2 separate regions of the Sus scrofa genome follow, and region 1 is linked to region 2. The links are chromatin contacts, called in public HiChIP or PLAC-seq maps. All regions are on one chromosome and are shown on one strand. The core of a region is the stretch at or near the end of the contact, and the rest is flanking DNA. Distances in the headings are between cores, read along the strand shown.

The links. HiChIP or PLAC-seq counts read pairs in DNA pulled down with a chosen protein or histone mark.
Region 1: an H3K27ac HiChIP or PLAC-seq map of skeletal muscle shows a contact between it and region 2. The contact joins two enhancer-like sites. A contact is called at or near these places in 7 of 47 Hi-C or Micro-C datasets (blood, embryonic fibroblasts, fibroblasts and 1 more) and 2 of 2 datasets of contacts at active chromatin or transcription factors (alveolar macrophages and skeletal muscle).

The regions. Positions count from the first base shown.
Region 1 is chr1:22,479,221-22,486,278 of Sscrofa11.1, reverse strand. No RefSeq gene overlaps it. Among named protein-coding and RNA genes, the nearest start is that of HIVEP2, 240 kb to the right of the region's middle. Within about 2 kb of position 1,443, at least 21 of the 83 cell types and tissues checked have an H3K27ac peak or open chromatin away from gene starts, as enhancers often do. A contact at or near this core is called in skeletal muscle, where this site is marked.
Region 2 is chr1:22,364,443-22,371,955 of Sscrofa11.1, reverse strand. All of the region lies in intron 2 of HIVEP2 (transcription factor HIVEP2), which reads right to left. Among named protein-coding and RNA genes, the nearest start is that of HIVEP2, 130 kb to the right of the region's middle. Within about 2 kb of position 2,390, at least 37 of the 83 cell types and tissues checked have an H3K27ac peak or open chromatin away from gene starts, as enhancers often do. A contact at or near this core is called in skeletal muscle, where this site is marked.

The sequences.
Region 1 (7,058 bases), core at 194-2,693, 120 kb before region 2:
GTGTGCACAGAGAGCTAGAGAAGGGGTCCTGTCATGGTGACATAGGCAAATGAGAACTGCGTCATGCCTTGAGTAGAGTCATAGAGTCCAGACACAATGAAAAAGGGTTAGGTTAGGAATGCAGAGCAGATCGAAGACACAGATGTCTATGGTGAAACTTGCTAGTTTCTTTTAAATTCTATTTTTTATTTTTTTGCCTTTGTAGGGCCACACCTGCCGCACATGGATGTTCCCTGACTAGGAGTCAAATCAGAGCTGCAGCTGCCGGCCTATGTCACAGCCACAGCAACGTCAGATCCCAGCCACATCTGAGACCTACACAACAGCTTGTGGCAGCACCAGATCCTTAACCCACTGAACAAGGCCAGGGATCAAACCCTCATCGGCATGGATTCTAGTTGGATTCTTAAGCCACTGAGCCTCAACGGGAACTCCCAGTGTCCTTTTTTAAAAGTCTTTTTGGTTACATGTATCAGAAAGCAATTAGGCTAATCTACATACAGATATTTATTATAAAGATGCCAAGTCATCTTCAGAACCCGCTGGAAAGAAGTGTAAGCAGCCCTCTTTTGACTCTGTTTTACTCTGCATATTTGTGTTTTCTTTTCCCCTCAAAACTAACTTGTTCCAGTTCTCCTTGCAGATGACCACCACTGCTCCAAAATGCATGGCTGAGCCCAGTTTAGATGTTGACTAGCTTCCCTTAATTCCAAATTCCTAAGAGAAAGAATATAATTGTCCAGCTTGGAGCTCTGACGCAATCTCTGATGGAGGTTGGGGGTTCCTGGTGAGGAGTTACTTGAGCTTCCCGTTGTACAGACGCCACAGTGTCCTGGCCTCCCAAAGGTGTTTACCATGACTGTCCAGAATTCCATGGGTGTGTTTTAATCCTGCAATAATATCAGTTTGCTGTTAATAAGGATGGGAAAGAAGGGATTAAATATAAGGGATTTCTTATCCCTAGCAGCAGGGCCAGTTTCAGACACATAGGGGTATCGGCCTCAGGAATGGCACTAGGATGGGGTGGTCTTGGCAAAGCTGAATGGAAAGAGGTGTTCACAGAAGACTGCATGAGGCAATACACACTGGTCCAGGGTCCGAATTCAGGGACCCACGGGGATGGCTTTTTAGAATAACCCAGGCCATCGTATGTATGCTGGCTTTCTCCTTTAATGTGGAGATGGGTGTGGAGTTCTTAGAGAGCTAAGCAGAGACCTGACCATTTCCAAAACATGAGAGGAAGGCTTCAACTTCAGAACATTCCCAGGATTATTAATCAATTTCCCTGATATTTACTATGTGCCCAGGGCTGTCACTATTGCAATGTCAGGGCTCAGGGCTATGGGGACAGAAAAGCCATCGCTCAGCTGTGCGGAGGAACCTGGGTTCAACTGCGGTAGACAGTCCTTTCTGGGGTCTGAAGGGAACTTGACGCCAGGAAGTTTCCAGTCTCTCTCAGCCTCCCTCCCACAGCTCAGAGGAGCGTGTGCTCCCTCCGCCCTCCTCTTCTGCCTGCCAGAATTTCCAGATTTGTTCTGTTTTGCAGTTGAATCAAGCCACACTCAATTCCAACCCTAGCAGAAGGCATAAATTAACATTTTATTATGTGTACTTGTTAGGGTCTCTTAAAGTAGACATGCAAATGTGAGGCTCAGGGAGTCAAGGAGGGCATACCCAGATTAACTGAAAATAAACCAGGTGGCCCTGGCCAAACCCTTGGAAAGCAGGACCTCGCTGAGCTATCCTGGGACAGATACTCACCTCAGCTTCTGCCCCCGGTTGTTTACCCTGGCCCCTGGCCACTTCCTGCTCCCTTTGGCACCTGGGACCTCCCTGTCCAGCTGCCATTGGCCCATATGACTCCCGGTCGACTTTCATTTACAAGGAACCAATTTCATAAGCAGCTGTAGGTGAGCCTTTTACGGGCCTCTGGTGAGTGAGTGAGAGGCCTCAGGGCCTTCTCCATCAAGCAGCTGGACAAATACATCTGCCTTGGCCTTCCACAGGGACCAGGCTATTTTGAGGCTTCCCTCTGATTGGCTCTTTCTGTTACTGTGCCTTTAATTCCAGCTTATAGCCCTTAAAACCTTATATAATAGGAACTTCAAGCTAGATGGAGTTTGATTGGATTTGGCTTGGCTCTAGTGGAGTAATTCGTAAAACCGTAAGTGAGAACTACTTGATATGCCCCTTTAGCTCTACCAGGAGAACATATAAATTGTTCTAAGGTGTTTCTTTTCTGAATGCTGATTTCATCATATGCTTTTGTGTATCAGTTGGGGAAAGTCGAACAAGAGGAAGAGGGAAAGAAACTTTTCCTCATTGCCGCTTTAATTTTCCAGGTGTTCTTTTGTACCCTGTGTATTTTACATTGTTATAAATCCTCCTTCTTGTAAGCCTGAGTGGACCATGCCATGCAAACAACCAATGAGAGAAGGCAGTGAAGGAAAGGGAGACTGCAGAGCCTTCCAGAGTCTATCCCAGGGCATCAGTGATTGATGGGAAATCTTGGTTCTCATCTCCCCTCTTAAGTAGAGGAGCTAGCTTGATTCCAGTGGCCTTCTGCCAGCGAGCATGTGCACAGTGAGCATGCCCAGGGTAGGCTATTTGAATCTCCCTACCTTACAGGTTACACAAGAAGCCACCTTCCAGCTGGTCTGGTATAGTGAGTGTGTCTAGAGATGCCTCCTTAATCCCTGCCCCCACTCCGCTTCCAGGGGAAGTCTACCTGACACCCCCACCCTTTGGCTCTTATGAAGTCCACGTGGATTTCTGAGTGTTCACAGCTACTCCTGGACCAATGGCTGCCGCTCTGAGGGTCCCAGTTCTTGCCTGCTGTGTTGCTGCCTAGGTTTTATGTTTCCTTCCCAGCACATGCTTCTTTACCTCCCCCTCACTTCCACCCCTATTCCAGCTTTTCCACTTCCTCAGTTCTTCTTAGCATCTTATTTCACCTTTCTGCTCTGTAGAGAGCTACGTGGGGTTCTTACCTTCCCCCGGTGGCATTTAAAGTGTTTCTTGGTGCAAAACATCCTAGTCATTGCCATAGAAACAGGAAGCTTAGTGTGGAGGAAAAAGGAAAAAAAAAAAAAAAGAAGTCTGGGAGTCTGAAGCTTTGCAATTCTGTTATTTTGCCCAAACCCATAAATGGCATCATGCTAGGAGGCAGGCGAAAGCCTGCTGCCTGCTGGAGCCTAAGGAGGGGCCACCCATTCCTAGGAAACTTGTCACAGGTTTTAAACCCTGGTTTAAACCAGGAGAAAGCAGGCTTTGTGCAAAAAGGATCTCGGTTTTCCCTTACAGGGCAGCTCCCAGCTGAGTCTGGGGAAGTTGGACAAACCTGCATTCTATTATCAGTTCTGCATCTTAAAAGCTGAAGTACTTAGGACACTCCCTCAATCTCTTGGTGTCCTCAGCTGTAAAGGACACATGTGAACATCCCTGCAGCCTTTTGGTTGGGGTCACCCAGGAACTCGTGGAGTTACAGCTTCTTGGCTTCACTGGACAGACTCCCATTTCCTCACCGCCCCAGTGACAGCACTGAATTTGGGTCACCTGTTCACATCTAAGCTCCTCCCTGACACACACACACACACACACACACACACAAAAAAAAAAAAAAAAAAAAGAACTTTACATTCACACCATTCCTAAAATAAAGCCAATCTGCTAACATTTTCCTTGAAATGAAGTAAAACGTGTTTAATTTTTACATCTTCTTGCAAAACCTGGACAGGAGTCTTCTTGGAACCATTGGTTTCAAAGATGTATTTTCACCTCCCCTCAGTGCTGCCCTATTGTCTGTGTTCCCAAGCCCTGGAGGGGCCATCGTTCCTCAGCTGAGAAGGAGCCAACTCATTGTGTGGATTAGCACTTCAAGCTAGTTGTATGAAGTTTGAGGTTTCAGCCTCCACTGAAGCAGTGAGTTTCTCAGAGGGAATGATTCATCTATTATGTGGCATTCGTTAATCACTGGGCCGAACCAACGGCCCAAGCTATTTCCATCTCCCTTGTGGTACAAATTTTGTAAGGGCACAAAATGTTACATCACAAATACTCTAATCAATTCCGGATCCAAACAGCCAACCCCCTCTTTTAACTGACACACCAAGCCAATATTTCCCCTGCCCTAAATCACCCAGAGCCATGGACCAGACAACGAGAGAGCCCACCCATATAGCCCAGAGCCCATCGACACCATTCAAACTAGCCAGTCCTAACCAGTTCCCCTGCCCTTCCCTGCCCTGCCTTTCCTCCCCCTCAGAAAGCATGATAAAGTCTCTGGCCATGCCTTCCCCTGTATCTTGTGTCTGCCCTCTGAGCAAACCCTGTGCTTCCCCATGTGGCCCTGGATGATATGCCATGGCCCCCCTGGGAAACTGTCAGCCCCTCCCTGTAAATGACTACAAGTAAGAAAAATCTTTCAATAGCATCAGCTTCTCTATGTCATCACTCAGTCACCTTTATAAATCAAAACCCAGACACAAATCAACCCTGCCCACATCTAGCCTATCAGTTACAAGGATATACTGGTAAGCAGATGTAACTGGCTCAGCATGTACACATCACAGTTAGGGAAGGACAGTCCCAGGGGCATGCTTTGTTGATGCTAGTTCAGCAGCATCTTCATCTATAAATAGGGTGACCATATGTCCCACTGTGCCCCGTAGAGTCCAAGCTTACCCCTGTCGACCTGTGCAATTATTAATAGTGCCCTCTTTCACTCTCTAAGTAGTCCCACTTTGGAATATAAATCATTTCGTTACCCTAATATAAAAAACCAACAACTAACCACCCACTACATGGATAAATGTCTTTGTTATCAGACTAACTGCAACTTTATCATTTAGTCTCACATTTCCACTTGAGGAAAGGGTCTAAATGAATGTTACAGAATTTCTAAATATGTGTTTGTCTTCACATAATATGCAAGACATTAAAAGGGGAAAAAAAACCAGCTGCATGAAGTATGTATACAAAGCAGAGCAATGAGTCATAACTACATTGAGGTTTTGTGTGTGTGTGTGTGTGTGTGTGTGTGTGTGTGTGTGTGTGTGTGTGAGAGAATTGAGGAAGATGGTAGTATTGTCTTCTGGGCAAGGATATAATGGCAGGTATCGCCCTGGGCTAAGCCATTGCTTGAACATCTCCATGTGTTTTAATGTTTGGTATCAGAGATAAGATATAGTCACTCAGTCATTATACAAATATATTTTGTCTTTAATGTGTATTGAACTCTATACTAGGTGCTAAGGATACAACTAGAATCAGCTTCAGTTCTTTTCCTCAAGGAGCTTATTCTACAAAGGAAGAAGTTAACCCACAAAAGTATTTCAAAAGGTGTTAAGAATAGGTTTTTCTAGGTCCATCTAAGAAAATCATGTATCCTGGTCCTGGGGGTATAAAGAAATTTACAACTGAAATTTGGAGTGGGTTGTGGGGAGATAGGAGAGTGAATTATAAGGCCTGTTAGTGGATGACCCAAGTAGAGTAGAGCCTCTTGTTTAGGGTTCCAGAAGTGAAAGACCAGAGTCTGACTGCATTGGAGCACCAAGTGGCGAGGGGTGGGGGGGCAGTCTGATATCAAGCATCCAAATAAACAGGGTTTAATGATGCCGAGGATGCTACTGAAGGTCTGGCTCTAAGTCTTGGCATTTGTTTCTTTTCTTTCCTTTTTAATCTTTGGCCACCCCGTGGCACATGGAGTTCCCAGTCCAGGAGTCAGATCCGAGCTCAAGCTGTAGTTGCAACCTAAACCACAGCCACAGCAATGCTGGATCATTAACCCACTGTGCTGGGCTAAGGATGGACCCATGACCCAGGGATCCCAAGACGCTGCTGATTCCATTGTGCCACAGCAGGAGCTCCAGCATGTCTTGGCATGTAGAAATGAGGAATGTTCAGGATTGCCTTCAAGAACAAATTACTGAAGCCAAAATATGTGTCAGTTGAGGGTGAATATTCCTCACTTTCAAGCCATCCCTAAGCAACCTATATTTGTTCCTTATGTGCCGGGACCGGTGCTGGTATTTGCCCTTAAAATCACAGCCTGAGTTCTGCAGAGGAAGAGGATCAGCTGCATCGCAGGGACAACTTCCTCCTCCTTCTCCCAGGGATGTCTGTCAGAGGTTGTTTGTAATCAAGCCCTAAAAATCTATGCCACACAGCTGCACCGTCTGTGATGGCATGTACGTCAATGAGAAGAATTCATGATTTAGGAATGCATCTGAACTGTTTTGCTTCCCCACGCCCTAGTCAGATGTAGGCTTGTTTTGGTCCTCTACAGAGTTATAAATAAAGAGCCAGCTCTGAAGATTTGCTGAAGCAAACCCAGGGCTGAAGGAGCAACCCTTCTTAATTGACCTGACTTACACAGTGTTTTTGGCATATGGTTTTGCTCTCCCCAGGCAAAGCAAATTCCTATAAAAATAGACACATAATATTGGCCCTCACTTGAGAGTGAGGGCATGTGAGCCACAAAAGGGATATTAAGAATCTTTTTGCCCTGGACTTTCATCTTAGAGATGAGGAGTGCCAGAGGTCATAGAGCTATGTGATGGAAGTCCTCGACTCGGATTCTTTTTTATTTCAGAAGCAAACCTAATTAGATTCAACACCTTGGAAACCAGAAATTTGTTTTATTGCTAAGTATAGACAGCGGTCTCTGTTGCATGATTATATACTTAGACTAGGCGAGAGAGCAAAACGGATGGTGTTCTGCACCCCAGAGTAATCAGTGCCTCACAGGGCTGCCCCCAGGATCCCCAGAGCCCATCTTGGGGCACTCCTGATTGGTATCCCATACTCAGGATCAATCTCTCCATCCTCTTGCCCATCAGCAAGGTTCCCTATTATGCTATTTATTATCAGAGTCCTGACAGGTGATAATTGGTCTGACAAACCCATTCACCACAAGATGTTCATATATTGAGAGCATCCTAATGAAAGCAAATTTGTAAAATATTTGCCTACCAAATAACACACCAAAAAATAGTGGCCAACATGTTTTGAGTGTGAAGAGCTAGGCATTTTAAATATATCATCTCATTTAATCCCGA
Region 2 (7,513 bases), core at 1,141-3,640:
TCTAGTACTCTGAATATTAAGACTAACAGCTTCTTTCTTGATGGCAAAAACCTTCCCCAGACCACCAGATACCATGCCCTACTTTCCACATTTTTCTTTCTCCTCTCTGCACTCTCTCCGCTTTCTCCAACCTTACTCAGAGCTGTGTCCTCACACTAGTTTGCTCCAAGACCTCCTGCAGCCAACTAGACATCTCTCTCTTCCAATCCTCCCAGGGCCCATAAAGTCATTCTTTATGCTCAAGGCTCTAAATCAGAATTTACTGCTTGGAAACCATTAATCACATATAGAAAGAACAGAGCTGACTGCCACTGCTGAGTTATTCAAGTCTTAAGACAATGTGGTTTGATGTACTTTTTAAAAATTTCGGTTGCTTTTAAAAATATTTGTAACAGCTGCAGGATACACGCGCGCACACACACACACACACACACACACACACACACACACACGGAGAAATGGAGAAATGGGAGTTAAAGAATGATAGCTCCTTAAAGACGGGCCACATTTTTGTTCAACTTAAATTGAAAAACATTAGCAAGGGCATGTCAGGAATTAATTCAAAGAAAGGCAGATCAATATCTCCTTCAAGCTATGGTTCAACCTCAGATTCTAAATAATAAAATATACACCAAGGCTTTGGGAGCCCACATTTTCTTCTGAGAGTCAGATAATGTATAGATACATAACATTTTAGTAATGTAACAGCACTTATTTTCCCCAATTCCTTGGTGACTAACCTGACTGAAATCTCTAGCCAAAATACTGTGGCTCTGATTTAGAATATACTCCGGATGTAGCCAAATACATACTTTCAGTTTGAGGCTGTGTTCTCTCACTAAATTTTACTGCAGCTATATGCATTGCTCTTCTGAGATGATGAGTGGTCACATAAACACGATAAAATTACAATTACAAGCCCAAGTCCAAATTATTTGGTTTCTAATAAGCATGATACTATCACTATTAATTTAACAAACAGGAAATGCTTATGCGTCTTAAACACTATGCTGGGTACAGCACGCACCAAGGGAAATAAAACATCACTGATACGATACAAGAGCCTCCGAACGCACACCTTTAGTAACCAATGCATGACAACACAACTTTAAGAGTAAAGGAATTTGCAAAGCAGTAGAGGAACACTGCAGGGAAAGTGAAAAAAACAAAAAACAAAAAAACCTGCAAAGAGAAATTGCCAAAAGATGCGTAAGAAAGTGACATTGAAGCTACATCTCAAAGAAGGAAGGAAAGAAGAGAATGAAAGGGAGATATATAGAGCATGGATGATTTGCCAGACACACAAGCGACATCTTATCCCCTGCCAGCATTTTAAAGTGATGAAATTGAGGCAGGGCCCCAAAAGTCACTTGCTAAAATGTCACAGAGCCAGCTTCAATGCCAGCTTTGTATGTTCTGTCCACTGTACAAGCTCCCTTCCATTGACAAGGAAGTATTTTCCAGGTGGAAAAGGGAAAGAATTATTATTGCTAAAGTTTCTTTAAAAAAGGCCTCTTATAACATCTTTACTTAAACTGAATTAATATTTTCATTCTAATGTCCTATCTGTCCATCAAAAGCTTTAAAAACCTAGTCCAAGAAAAAATGCCTAAGGTCCAAGGTCACTTAAGAGATCTGTGAACCTTTAAAAACTGCATGTAAAATGCGTTTGTTTTTTTTTTTCTGGGAGAAAGGGTCAAAAATTTCTATCCGAGTCCTAAAGAGGTCTGTGAACCCTTCCCCACAAAAGGCTAAGAATTATTGATTTACAGAGTGTTTTGCCGGGCTTTTTGACATTTTCCTAAGAGCTCACCAAATAGGTAAAATCTAGTTTCATATGTGAAGAACTACATTTCATATGAAGTAGGAAGGAGTGTTAATATACTCATAATGTACCAACTTGATAATGACACAGTGAAGTGACCCTTTCCCATGTTTCTAATAAGTACTCAGGATGTTAACAGTGAAAGGATCATTTAGAAAGCTAATTTCCTTTTCATCATGCTTGTTAAGTGTTTACTTTAATTCACATCCTGTGTGACCCTATGGGAAAATTTTTAACTAATACTGGGGAAAATCCCATAGGGTTACACAGGATGTGAACTGGGCCTGTACTGAACTACCTTTGGCTTGAAAAATAAAATTAGATAGGTGAGTTTCACTTTCTGTTTGTCATAAGTTCCACTTTCTGGTTCCCAAAGTTTAGATTCAGAGCCTCTGTGTGTTTCTGAAACGGCAGCGCAAGAAAGTCTCGCAATTCTCACTCTCTTTTTTAAGGGATGATGTCTCCGGGTGGTAGAGAGAAATCCTTTTTGCAAAAGATGCACATGGGCCATGGTGCCCGTCCGGGCCAGCCTGCTGGAGCAGCCCCAGCGCGCTCCTCCCATACCTGTGCTCACACAGCTCAACTGCCCTTTCCATTTCCTGTGGAGAACACACATCATACCACTTCCCCTATAGAAAAAAGAAAGCAGCCCAGCTTAATTGCTGATGGAAACACTGTCATACTTTCCACTGGCCAAGCTTGAAACCATTACTGATCTAACCTTCATTAATTTTTCCACAACAATTTGCAGAAATGTCAGGAAGCAGCTGCATGAAAACTGATTAATTGTCCTTATCACCACTGCTTCACCAGGCTATATATACATATTTTTTTTTCCAGTTTAAAAATAAAATTTGGGATTTTTCTGTTTTGATTGGTACTGATGGTGGTATGTCTTCGTCTGAAAAACCCAGATCTATTTTTGACACTTCCAGTGGCCCAACATTTTCAAATCTGGAGGAGACCCCATAAAATCTGGCACAGCATCCATGAGGGAAAAGATTGCTTCCTGCCGATTACTCACTTATATCTGTTTAAACAGACGCTAATGAATTCAAGTCTTAGGGCAACACTGCATTTATTAGTCAATCATAGAAGCTAAAATTCACTTCCGAAATGTGAGTTAGAAAATCAAGTGCCCTTTTTCTATTTTTTCACTTTCTTTTCTCCCTCATTTTAGCTTGAGCTACACCATCTGTCTCAACCTATCAAATAATGTGTTGTGCATGGCTGGCAAAACCAGTGGAACAGTACACCTCATAACCCCAAGTATGTAACCAGTGAGCATCTATAAAGTGGTATGCAACAGAGTCTGGCCATCTGGGGATAACTGGTTACAGCAAGCTTAGCTTCTCAGCCAGCCCTTGGATTTGCAGACGTTTAACTAGTTGCCAAAACATCAACTAGTGTTCAAGAAGAGAAATACTAGCATTTTTTTTTCAAAACACAGGAATTCAGATATAATTTTCTGAATTTTAAATTTTCAAAGATGTATTTGCCAGTGTTGCTGATGAGATGACTTCAACAGCAAAGATCAAAGCACTGTCAATGTCCCTGAATTGGAGACAGAGTCAATCCAAATCAAGTATTTTGCAGCACTACTAAACTTTTGGGGGTATGAATGTGTTTTTCCTTCACCAGATTGCCTGAATACATAGAAGCAGGAGATTAAAGCTGCACAGATTTTGAACCAAATGACACAGTACCTTTCAGAGACAGCTCTGAGACTGGAAAGAGTTCCTCTAGTATTGCACTAAAATAATTCAAAGGCTCCCTTCATCCTAGATATGCAGGTTCCTAGTCCAATCCCAAACCAAAGAAAAACAGAGACTGGACAATAGTGTAAGACACTGAAATAGTAACTGGCCATGTGGCACAGTGGTCCAGCTCACGGACGCCAGAGCCAGGACACCTCTTTCGAACCCCATCTCTGACACTACATAGACATATAAATAACCTCAGTTATCTGTGCCTTAGATTTCTCGCCTGTGAAACAGGGGTAATGATAATATTGTTAGAACTGGTAAGAGAAGGTGCTTAGAAATGGCACTAAGAAGTGCAGTATAAACATTAGTACTCTATTTCTCTGTTGACATTTCGGCCTGACATTAGTCTAAAACGGAGGAAACCATGTAACAGGAGTTCCTTAATTAACTTAAAAAAGCCCGTGGGGGTGGGAGAAGAAAGCCAACCGGGTGGGATGAAAAGATTTCCTCTGCTAGGATGGGGATACCGACATTGCCTGAAATACCACCACTAAATGGGGTCAAGCAACCAGGATTCAATGTTTTACTCTTTCTGTTGCCACCTCAGGTGACTTAGGACCCACGCTTTGTGATGATGTGGGACCCAGGGACAAGCACTGTAGAGATGACCAGACCTCACCACCCCCACCAGTGGGCCTGGAGGTGAGAGGTGAGAGGAAGGGCACCGCAGGCCAGGGAAGGACAAAGAAGGAAGCTGACTTGGCCTCCATCATCATAAAAGGGTTTGCTGAGTTAGACAAAGGACCTCATTCCCCTGACACCAAGACCAGGACTGAGGTGCCAAGAAGCCACACAGAACAGGAAGGACACCACTTTTAACCCCTGTTCTGCTGGATGACCTTAAGCAACTCACTACCCTCTTCAAGGCCTTGACTTTCTGCAGTAAAATGGGAGATTTTAATTAGATCAGAACTTCTCAACCCTCCGGTCACCATGAACCCCTTTGAGAGTTTGATGAAGCCAGGGGATCCCTTCTTAGCATAATGTTTTAAGCTCAAACACATAGTGTTATAAAGGATACCAATTATAATGAAATAGTCACCTCAAAAAAATTTTTAAAACAAATTTGTTGACAGGAATGTATGCGACTCTATTAAAAAGTAGAAACAAGATATAGCAAAGGAGAATAGCCACCATAATGTTGAGTAATCATAATTACAAAGATACTTTGGGATAGTATTCACAACAGTTATATGACATGAAAATACCTGGGATTTCTACTGGTGACAAAGTCACAGACATTGCTAAAATTACTGTTATCTGTTGCCTACAATAATGGAGGGTGTGCTGAGATGTTCATGAAAATAAAGTTTTAATTTTTTTTAACCAAATACTCAGACCCTCTGAATTCTATTCATTTGTGGTTAAGATCCTCAATTTAGGTGAATAATAATTCCCTTTATAATTCCAATGATCTAGGATCAATGACTAAATTGCTTCCCTAGCTTCCTCCACAGAGAATATTCACAAAAGGAAATGGATCAATCCTATCCTTTCCCATGTGTGGGAGAAAAACAGATTTATGGGATAGAAGTGTCTCTCCTCATCCCCATGGAAGTGAAGGGAGTATTTATTGACTTGGAAATGAGCTACCCAAACACTCCCAGACCCTCTCAGCCTACAGGCATATAGAGATGAAGTGGCATCAACGCCAATTAACCACAGCTCCTGTTCCAGCCCCACCTGCTCATACAAGACCCCCAGTCCCCTTGAAAAGTCCCAACCGAGTATTTCTAGGATGCCAACAAGGGGGACTTACAAGAGCCCACAGGGAGTCTGACAGCCAGTCACAACACCATCTGCCGTTTCTTCCTTCCTGTGCCAGCTCCCCCTAGTGTCCTCAGGAAGGAACTGTTCTGCTGCCTCTGCAGATGGTGCCCCTCAGGAGTAAGCTACAGCAGCAGAGCCCGGACTTCCAGGCAGGAGGGGTTCCTGCCTTGGGTCCCATGCTTTGCAAAGCCCATATACCTCAAATACACAAAAGAAATGTATCGACAGATACATGGACACCCTTGTCACTGGCATCTAGTTGTAGCCCTAAATGTCCCAGCTCTTGATTACATAGCTGTTTAGACCCCAGGAAATGCTTTTCCACATCTTGTGCCCAGTCTCTTTGCTCTAATCTAAAAGTGACTGACTTCAAGTGCCCTGAAGGCTTGTGGGTTGTGACACTGCAGAGTGTAGAGTTTGGCATCATTTCAAAAGCAGAGGAGATGTAAGCAGCATTAATGCTTAAGACAAGAGTATCTGGTCAGTCATTTCTCTAGAGTGGCATGAAAACAACAGATTCTTATTTAGCAAAGTAGAGTAATGCCAAGCACCCCTCTTCTTGCTTCTCTTAGTGTTCCAAACAGTGATTATAGAATTATTAGTAAATTTGTGCAGTATTTGGAAAAAAATGCAAATGGTACCTCAGGAACATATTGCACATAAACAATTCTTACACTTAACTTTGTGAGGATGTAAAGTGCATAAGGCATGATACTAATTCTTTACATTAGCAACTAAAAGAACGCTGAATCCTAAACCTGTATATAGATTTACTTCAATTAAAACATTTAAGAAGACAATGACATTTCTAGAAAATATATTTACATGCTTCAGCTTTGCTTAAATAATTTAGATTTTATATGTTTTACACATCCATTATCATAGGGATTTGCCTTGTCATTTTAAAGTAATTTTGGATATTTAATAAGAAAAATAACTTTTTTTTTTTCTTTTTATGGCTGTACCTGAGGCATATGGAAGTTCCCAGGCTAGGGATCGAATATAGCTGCCAGCCTGTGCCACAGTCACAGCAACGCAGGATCCATATGTCTTTGACCTATACCACAGCTCATGGCAACGCCAGATCCTGGACCCACTGAGCACAGGCCAGGGACTGAACCCACATCCTCATGCATACTAGTTGGATTCATTTCTGCTGTGTCATAATGGGAACTCCAAGAAAAATCACTTTTTGAAAATAGTTCAGTTGTTGAATTTTCACTTACTCTTATTTACACTGTTGAGTGATATTTTGTATACTCTGAATACAAGTAACATTTTATTTTTATACCTCTCAGGCCTTTGAAAATGAATACAAGTCAAAATCTTGGTATAAGTAGCTTCTGTTTTTGGAGTTCAGAAACTCAATAGACCAAGGGGGTGGGGGGAGGAGTAGAAAAATCTAAAAATAGTCAATCTGCTTAAATGTTTAAAGCTTGAAACAATGAAAGTAAGCAAAGTTTTATCAAGCATGACCCACATAAAATTCACTAACAGGACATTGCAAATTCTTTATTTAATGAGGATTTAATTACTATTCAAAAGAACAAAAAGGAGCCAGAAAATTATTCTCACCAAATCCACAACTTCAAGGAGTCAGATGAAATCCCTCCAACTTCATATTCTTTTTATAAATAAAGAGTCAATCACTGATCAAGTTAAGAAGAATGCATGCAGGTCTCCATTTGAACTCTTGCCCTGGAGGCCCCACAAATATTGGTGGCAACAGCATAAGCCTAAGCTGTTTTTTTTAAAGTCCAAACCAAGCTTAGCTTTTCACCATCTCTCCTTCAAGACTGTCATGAAAGCAGTCCACCAGGTTTTTGTCTCCACCCTTCCTTAGACTACCACAGATTATTATGTTAAACACAGAAAGGATTTTAGGAGTTTTGTAGATATATATGGGAATCCAATTTATATATAAAAATTAAAAGGATGGGTGGTGGAATAAGGGAGGGTTTTGAGTTACTTGTCCAGGGTCTATAAACAATTCTATGAGATTCCAGGGCAGGAACTTTGATGGTTTCCTGACCTTTCAACCACTGGCTTTCCCAACTTATCACTGCTCCTGACCCACCACGGTTAACTGCCCACATAATGTTTATGGGTTGCAATGGAACATTGGTATTATTCAATTCAGAAATCACTTAAA